Regions from separate parts of the Ovis aries genome. Here region 2 is linked to region 1. A link is a contact called in public Hi-C data. All regions are on one chromosome and are shown on one strand. The core of a region is the stretch at or near the end of the contact, and the rest is flanking DNA. Distances in the headings are between cores, read along the strand shown. Region 1 holds the start of VEGFA (vascular endothelial growth factor A). Region 2 holds the start of LOC106990495.

Evidence for each region. Hi-C and Micro-C count contacts between places; a contact is called where the count stands out from the background.
Region 2: a contact with region 1 is called in a Hi-C map of muscle, with 17 times the contacts expected there. The contact joins the promoter of LOC106990495 here to the promoter of VEGFA in region 1. A contact is called at or near these places in 13 of 16 Hi-C or Micro-C datasets (blood, hypothalamus, liver and 6 more).

What each region holds. Positions count from the first base shown.
Region 1 is chr20:17,278,419-17,282,367 of ARS-UI_Ramb_v3.0, reverse strand. It overlaps VEGFA (vascular endothelial growth factor A), which reads right to left and starts at 1,970. Exons shown (of 6, transcript NM_001025110.1): 1 at 1,905-1,970. The coding sequence starts at 1,970. It overlaps LOC121817412 (a long non-coding RNA gene), which reads right to left. Exons shown (of 2, transcript XR_006057304.2): 2 at 2,816-3,350.
Region 2 is chr20:17,600,848-17,604,796 of ARS-UI_Ramb_v3.0, reverse strand. It overlaps LOC106990495, which reads left to right and starts at 1,884. Exons shown (of 3, transcript XM_060403644.1): 1 at 1,884-3,949.

The sequences.
Region 1 (3,949 bases), core at 721-3,220:
CAGATCCAGAGCAGCAGAGCGGCACTCTAGCACACAGAACTGCAGACTCTGCAGAGAGAGAGTCTGCCTGTCTCTCTACCCACACCCTGCTGCAATACACCCCAGACCCCCAGCCTTGCCTCCAGGGCCAAGGTTAGATAACAGTTTCCAGGATCCCAGATGGACAGCCTGCCACTGCAGCTCCCTCAGGGACCTCCATGCCCAGGGGTCTCTGCCTGAGCCCCTTACCCATCTCCATGGCACCACTGTTACTCTCTGCCAACATTCCTCCTATGCCCTCCACTGCTCCTGGGCCCCAAAGAGCAAAGGGGTCAGAAATTTCATACCCCCTCCAAGGCTAGGGGGCACTGGGAGGGGCAGTTCTGGGCGGGGAGGGGCCAGGTGCCCTTCTCTGGGGGCCTCTGAAGGTCACACTGTGGCCAGGCAGCCTCTCCTCCCCCTCCCCCCCTCCCTTGGAGGCCTGGAGCCAAGGCCTTTGTGCCAGGGTCTGAGGAACTCCTGGTGGCAGCAGGGACCCCAGCCCGTTTCCTTCCTTCTGCCTCTCCAAGGGCGCTCTGAGCAGAAAAGGACCCCTCAGGTGGTTTGGGAAAGCAAGCTGGGTGGGCAAGTTTAGAGTTCCCAAAAACCACCTGCTCCTACTCCAACGCCCATTTCACCAGAACAAAGTGTGTTTGCAAGGCTGGCAGGAGCTCCCTCCAAAGGTTCGGGGAGGGCTAGTCCCACACTGCCCATGTCACAGCAAATTTCAAATCATTTTCCCAAAAAGTGCAAAGTGGAATAAGGACACCCTTTAAACCCTCCCTGCGGTCGCCCCCCAAAAAGCTAAAGCACAGCTCACTCGGAAGTATGGGGGAGGGGAGGGAAGCAGACTGTCACCGAGTCGGGACTTTCGGTAGAGTCTCGACAAAGCCCCGGGCTGGGCCGGGTAGCCCGACTCCTGACAGTGATCTTTCTTTCCTCGGAGTCTGGGGCTGAAGAGAGGTTATGTGGGTCTTCTCAGCAAAAGGGAGTTAAAAATAAAGGGGTGGCGGGGGCTTCTATTCGAGCAGGGGAGGAAACTGGGAAGGGGCGTGAGGAAATGCCTCCTAGGAGGGGTTTAAGGGCTGGGGACAGCGGGAAGGCACAGGGGTGGTTCTCCGGGTCCTCGGCGTGGGGCTACCTCGAGAGGTCACCTTCCCGCGGAGGGCCGGCGGGGGGAGGGGCGCGGCTCGCCGCCCCGGGTTCCCCGCTCGGGCCGCGGCGGCTCCGGGAACACGCGGCCGGCCAGGCCCGGGCTGATGTAATCGGCTCCGCGCCGCGCGCGCCCGGCCGGGCGGGGGAGGGCGGGCACCGAGCGGGACGCGAGCTGGGACGGGGGGGTTGGTGCGGCGCAGGTGGCCCGGCGGAGAGGGGGTCCCAAGCAGCAATCCACCCCAAAACTTTTCCCCAACTCGCGGCGAGGGCCGCAGAGATCAAGCGGCAGTGACAGCAAGCCGCATCTCTCGCCTGCCCCCTGCCCCCTCCACGCTCTCTGCCCTCCCCGGGTCCAAGGTCCGAGCACCCCCACCCCTGCCCGCCAGGGCTCCAGCTCCCGCCCCAGCTGCCCAGACTTCCAGTTCGTCGGGAACCAGCGGCCGGGAGCAAACTTCAGCCGCCGGCGGCAGCGCAAGCCCAGCCCCCTCAGCCGCCTCCTCCGGCTCCCGCCCTCCGCTGGTCGGCCCAGATCGTACGTGCGGTGACTCCGGTGGGTGGGCAGGGCCCGCGTGGGCGGTGAGACTCTATCCCGGTGCCCTCCCACCTAGCGCGCGCCCCCTCCCCCTACACCTACGAAGATAGAGGGGAAGCCGCGAGCCCGGTGCCCAAGGACCCGCGTGGGGCACGGAGTCCCCCACGCGCGCGCTCTCACGCACGTCCCCAGCCCTTACCTTGGCATGGTGAAGGTAGAGCAGCAAGGCAAGGCTCCAATGCACCCAAGAGAGCAAAAAGTTCATGGTTTCGGAGGCCCGGCCGGGGCCGGCGCGGCTCGCGCTCCCTCTCCGGCTCGGGCTGCGGGGCGGCCCGCTCTCCTCGGCGCCCAGGCGGGCTCCTCTTCCTCCCGGAGCCGAGGCCCGGGCCAGGGCCTGGGGCGCGCGCGCGGCTGGAGCACTGTCTGTGCACACAGCCGCCTCACCCGTCCATGAGCCCGGCTTCCGAGAGCCGAGTCGCCACCGCGGCCCCTTCTCCTCTTCCTTCTCTTCTTCCTCCTCCCCCTCCTCCGACTGCGGCTCCTCCCGGCCCGAGCGAGCACTTCTCCCGGTGCCGCTCGGCTCGGCTGCCCCGGCACGGACCACGGCTCCTCCGGAACGAGAACAGCCCAGAAGTTGGACGAAAAGTTTCAGGGCAACGTCGCGAGCCCCGACCCCCTCCACCCCGCCTCCGGGCGCGGGCTCCGGCTCCTGCCCGCGGCTCGCCGCCGCGTCCACCGTCGGCCGCCGGCCGGGGAGGAGGTGGGCGCTGGGGCAGGGGGCGGTGTCTGTCTGTCTGTCCGTCAGCGCTGCTGGTCCGACGCGGGATCCCGAGGGGGAGGGCTCACGCTGCGCTCTGGCGGTCACCCCCAAAAAACAGGTCACTCACTTTGCCCCTGTCCCTCTCGTGTCTCGCTCGTCAGCGCGCGCTCTCTGACCCGGTCTCTCTCTCTTCCTTCACTTCTCTTTGGAGCTCTTGCTACCCTCTTTCTTCTCTGCCCGTTTCCAGAATCCGAAGTGATTTTGGGGGGGAGTAAAAGAGCAATCTCCCCAAACGGTCGGCCCGATTTAGTGGGGAATGGGAAGCAAAAATAAATTAAAACGGAAAAGAATACGGTTAAAAAAAAATGTTTCAGAAAAAAAGGAGGAGGGTAAACCCTGGATAAATGAATATCAAATTCCAGTGCGGAGACCCCTGGCCGGTGACCCCGCCGGTCCGTCCGCCTCTTCGATGCGTCTCCCGACCGAGCGCCGCTGCCGCCGGCTCCACTCGCCCCCCAACGCCGCAGCCTCGTCGCAGCCCGGCTGCCCCAAGCCTCTGCGCTCCTCACCGCTACGAGCAGACTAAAAAGAAGGCAGGCCCCGCCCCCTGGGCGTGTCGGGGCGGGGCCAGACCCAGCCTCAGCTCCTGGGTCCGTCCCCTCTGTGCCTCTGGCTACTACCTTCCCTGGGGACACCGACCGAAGCCCGGGCCCCCACCCACCCCAGCAAAGGGAGTGCTCGATCCCCACCAAGGCGCACAGCCTGAACATTACCTATCGGCCCCCTCTGCCGGGAGACACACACGCCCGCGCGGTATTTGCGGGGCGGGTACAGGAAAGTGAGGTTATGTGCGGTCAGGGCTCCAGAGCTATTCCCTTCTCTATGCTGGGAATATTGGAGGGGGCAGGGGTTTGAGGGAGTCGGACAGGGACGGGTGGAAAGAGAGACACACAGATTCGTTGGAATCCTGGGGTGACCCCTGCCTTCTCCACCCCCCGCCAAACACTCTCAACTACCCGCCCCCCCCCCAACACACATAGTCACAGGCGTCCTCACTCACGCAGACGCTGCATCCCAAGTTCACCCAGCTTCCCTGTGGTGGCTGAGCGCCCCCTAGTGACTATCGGATGCACACCCCATCTCAAGTTCAAGAGGCCTCAAGAAGAGGGTTGAGGGAGATTACCCCTGACACATCCCCCTCCACCCCCCGTTTCTGACCTCTCAAACAGTGGCACGTCTGGGACTCGAGTGGTCCCACGTGCACAAAGCCCAGTGCTGGGCACAGAGGGCATGATGTATCCATCCGGACTCTGTGCTCATCTCCCGGCCTCATCTGGCCGGCTGACATCAGAGTTAGCTGCAGCCAACAGGCTGGGGTGACTGGGGTCCTTTGGGAAGTGTTCAGGGAGGCTCCCCTGGGGGGAAGTATTTGGCACTATGTTTGTGGGGCTGAGAACAAGAAGCCATGTGGTTCTGGGGTTAGT
Region 2 (3,949 bases), core at 635-3,134, 320 kb before region 1:
GAAATGAAACCCAGGATGTGCTGGGTGTAAACACTGCCATGCAACAGAGATGTGTGTGTTGGGGTTAGCTGGTCAGCGTCTTCTATTTCTACTTAGCGCTGTGCCAGGGCCGGCAAGAATGGCTGATGGATTCCTGGCTCCTCTTGTTAAGGATTTAGCTCGTGCCCTTGAAAATGAATTGGGTTGCCTCTGCCCCTGAGATGTAGAAGCTGGTGGGGTGAATCCATTGGGTGAATGAATGAACGAAAGAATGAGTGAAGATACCTGATTCTGCAGGGGTTGGGGCAGAAGGTCATCCCCCAGATGGGAGGTTATGTGGGTGGGTGGGGGAGCGGCTGGACCAGATGGGTTTTGAGGTCACTTCCCATTGTTGGTTCTTTCCAGATTCTGTGACCTGAGCTAACTTGTCCCATCTTTCCAAGAGCCTCTCACTCCAGACCCTCTGAGTACCTAGTGCTGTGCTGGGCACAGTACTCTGTCTACAGAATCCTGCCCTCAGGGTTTCCTGGGTCATGGAGAATTCCCAGTGAGCAAAGCCAAGGCTGATGCAGAACCTACGTGCTGGGCCAGGGGTGAGGCTAGGGAGTGGAACACCCTTTGGGAGGTCATGGCTGGGTGTGGGGAGGGGGACTTTCGGTCCTCTGTGGATCAGCCTGGAAGGCTTTCTGGAGGAATCTGTGTTGAATCTCAGTGTGAGCACGCCTGGTCCCAGCCATCACAGCTTTATGGTAACTAGCATGCCCCTCCCCTCTGCTTGCCATGCCCCGCCTATGACCCTGCAGGGCAGGAGGGTGCTGGCTGTGGCGGGCGTGGGGACTCTGGAGCCGTCAGGTTGTCAGTCCTTGCCGGCCCATCTGGGCCACCTCTAGGGAGGCTGGGGCTCTTAGGTGTGGTTCTGATGCTACGTGGTCTTTGTTGTTGTTCGGTCGCTAAGTCCTGCCCTTAGCTGGTTCTAACCTCTTAGAACCTGTTATTGCCCCTACAAATGAATGAGTGGTCAGCAAAGGGACCCCCAGTGTGAGAGCTCTGGGTGGGGGTCTGCTAGGAGCTGCAGCCCAGCCCTAGACCGCGTGCCCTGGGCTGAGTTGGGGGTGGGACGATCCCTCCCCTCTTTGTGCTGTCACCTCCTGGAGGGCCTTCTGGGGGCTGGAAATGACCCCCAGCAGAGTCGACTCCCTGGCTCTGGCGCCCCCCACGCCCACCCCAGGTCCCTCTGCCCCGTTTTGTCCCCTCGGTGTTACATTCCGCAGAGGAAAGTGATCCCTCACTCAAGGCCTGAGGATTACAGGCTGGAGAGAAGTCGGTGTTGCCCTGGGAACGCTCACGTAGCCTTTTTCCGTTTTCCCATCAGCGCCCTCCTCCTTCTGCCAAAGGCTGGGTTCGGGGGAATGATTCTGGCTGTGGTTGGGGGGCTGGTCAGCCCTTCCCTCCCTCCCTGAGGGTCAGCAGCCCTGAAAGGGGGGTAAACTGTGCTGAGCTTCTAGTAGGCCCTCTCAGGAGGTGGTTAGGGGTGAGGGGCCCTGGGGTCTCCATGTGTCTGGGCTCCCCTGCCCCCTCACTTCTGCCCTGATGCCCCTCCTAGGCTGAAGCCCCTCCACCCCTACTAAGCTGGGGATTTCCGCAGGCTGAGCCAACCGCCTGACCCTCATTATGGCGCCTTCATCCTGTTGGGGTTAAGCTCCCAGTGGCCTTCCCTGCCCCCCACCCCAGAGGCCAGGCTGGGGGTCAGAGATTCAGGAGGCTCAAGCCTGCTGGGCCCCCTCTGGGAAGGGCTGGTGGCTTGTCTTCTCTCTGGGGCCCCAAGGATGGAGAGGCAGCTTGCCCTGGGGGTCTGGGTGGAGAAGGGAAGATGTGCAGAGAATGCTCAGGGAGGAGGGGCTGGTCCTTCAGGGAAGAGGGAGCTGATGACCTTTAGAGGGCAGTGAAGTTGAGAGATGCGAAATCCCAGGGGCTGCATTCACAAGTGTAGAATCATCTAGAAAGATTTTTAAAAATACTCAGCCCCACGCCTCCTGATTTTTATTTCATCAGCCAGGACTGGAGCAAGCGTTGGTATTTAAAAAATCCTCCTAGGGTGACTCTCATATTCAGCCAGTTTGAAAATCACCACTCTACCTGACGCCCCATGGTACTGTCAAGGAGACTGATGAGCCATCACAAGGCCCTTGAGCGAGGTAACTTCACCAGTTGGGCAAGACTGGGTTGGAACTCGGGGTGGGCCACTTCCTCTTGTCCTCCATCCGCCCGAGGCTTGCCGGGTGTCACACTCACTTAATTATTCGGGTCCTTAGGAGCTGTGTGACTGAGAACAAGTGGCTTAACCTTGCTGTGCCTGGTGATACTAGGCCCCAGTGATAAGAAGAGAAGGAGATGATGCCTGTAAGGCCCCAGCAGCACTTGGGGGAAGGGTAGCCATTGTCCTGCCTGGGGCCAGGGTCTGGGCAAAGGCCTCCATCATCTTATCCATCAAGCAGGCGCGACCCTCAGAGCTCCAGCTACTCTCAGGTAGAGTAGGGTAGTGGATATCCTTGAGGTTCCCTGAGCCCTGAGAGGGAGCTGGGAGTTACAGAGGAGGTGCTGGAAAGAATGGCTCCCTCACCCTCAAACCTCAACACCTTTCTTGTTGGGGGTCACTGTGTCCTGCAGATATAGGAATGGCCACCAGGTGTCACCCTCAGCTCAGGCTTGAAGTGAAGGCAGTGCAGAAAGAGGGAAAGGGGCTGGGTGGAGAGTCAGGGACCTCTCTGCAGAGTGGGTGAACTTGGAGAGTGCCTGATGCTTTTGATGGGGGCGGGGGTGCTGTTAATTTCTGCAGGAAGGTGCTCTGCAAAGATTCATTTGTCTACCTTCAGAATTCTCCTTCCCATGCTGATGGCAAATCACAGTTCAACAGGTTCTTTATAGGGCACCTGTTGCACATAAGGGTGGGGGTGGCGTGGAAGGGTTGGGGGACAGAGGTGGAGGGGGAAGGCAGGGCGGGGGGGAGGCTTAAGAATCTTACTGAACACCTACTGTGTACCAGATCCTATACACACAGGAGGCCACTCAATATTTACAGCAACCTGGTATAGTAAGTACCATGATTAGTCCCATGTTACAGGGCAACTGAGGCTTATACTGATTATGTCTTGGGCCCAAGGTCACCCAGCTGGACAAAGTTTGAGGCCTGTCTGGAGCCTAAATTCTTTCTCCTTTAGCCAGTTAGTCAGGGGACAGGAAACCTGCAACGGTCTTCCCACCAGGCTGGGAGAGGATGTGGTGGGTGACCACCCAACCCTGCCTTGCTCTGCTAATCAAGAACCAGTGAGGAGCTCAGAGAGGCCTGCTGCCAGCGTGCCGGGTGCGGGTTGGTGGGGGGGGGGGGGGGGGGCAGGGAACCTGTGCTCACTGGGGTGGGTGGAAGTGGGTTTGGGTGCAGGCTGGGTATCGGGCAAGGGCAGGCTGCAGACACAGCAGCAATGAGAGGCTCTCACCATCTGCACACATACTCCTTGGAGCAAAGTTCCCACCTCAGAGTTATTTCAGTTTCCTCATCTGTCAATTCTAGGGGCCAACTTTGTTCATCCAATACCTTGTCCCTGCACCCTCCTGGACTCTGAGCTGACTGCACCTCAGGTCAGGTACTAAGATGGACATGATCTCAGCTATCCCTCACCTCTAACCCTCCACTTTAAGCTTAGATCAGTTTTAAAGTTTCTTTGATCATGCCACCTACCAATGAAACAATTGCTGAGCATGCATCTGTAATAAGAAGCATATTTTCATATTTTTCACTTTGTACAACACACTCACACTAAATGGAAAAAGGTGAGATGAAAAAAAAAAATGTTCCAATATTTTCCTGCTATACCTCTGTTACCCACACTCCCCACACTCCAAGGGCACTTTAGATCCAACGGCTCCAGGAAATGGAGGGTAGTCAGTCCAACCCAGCTCAGGAGGGAAGTGT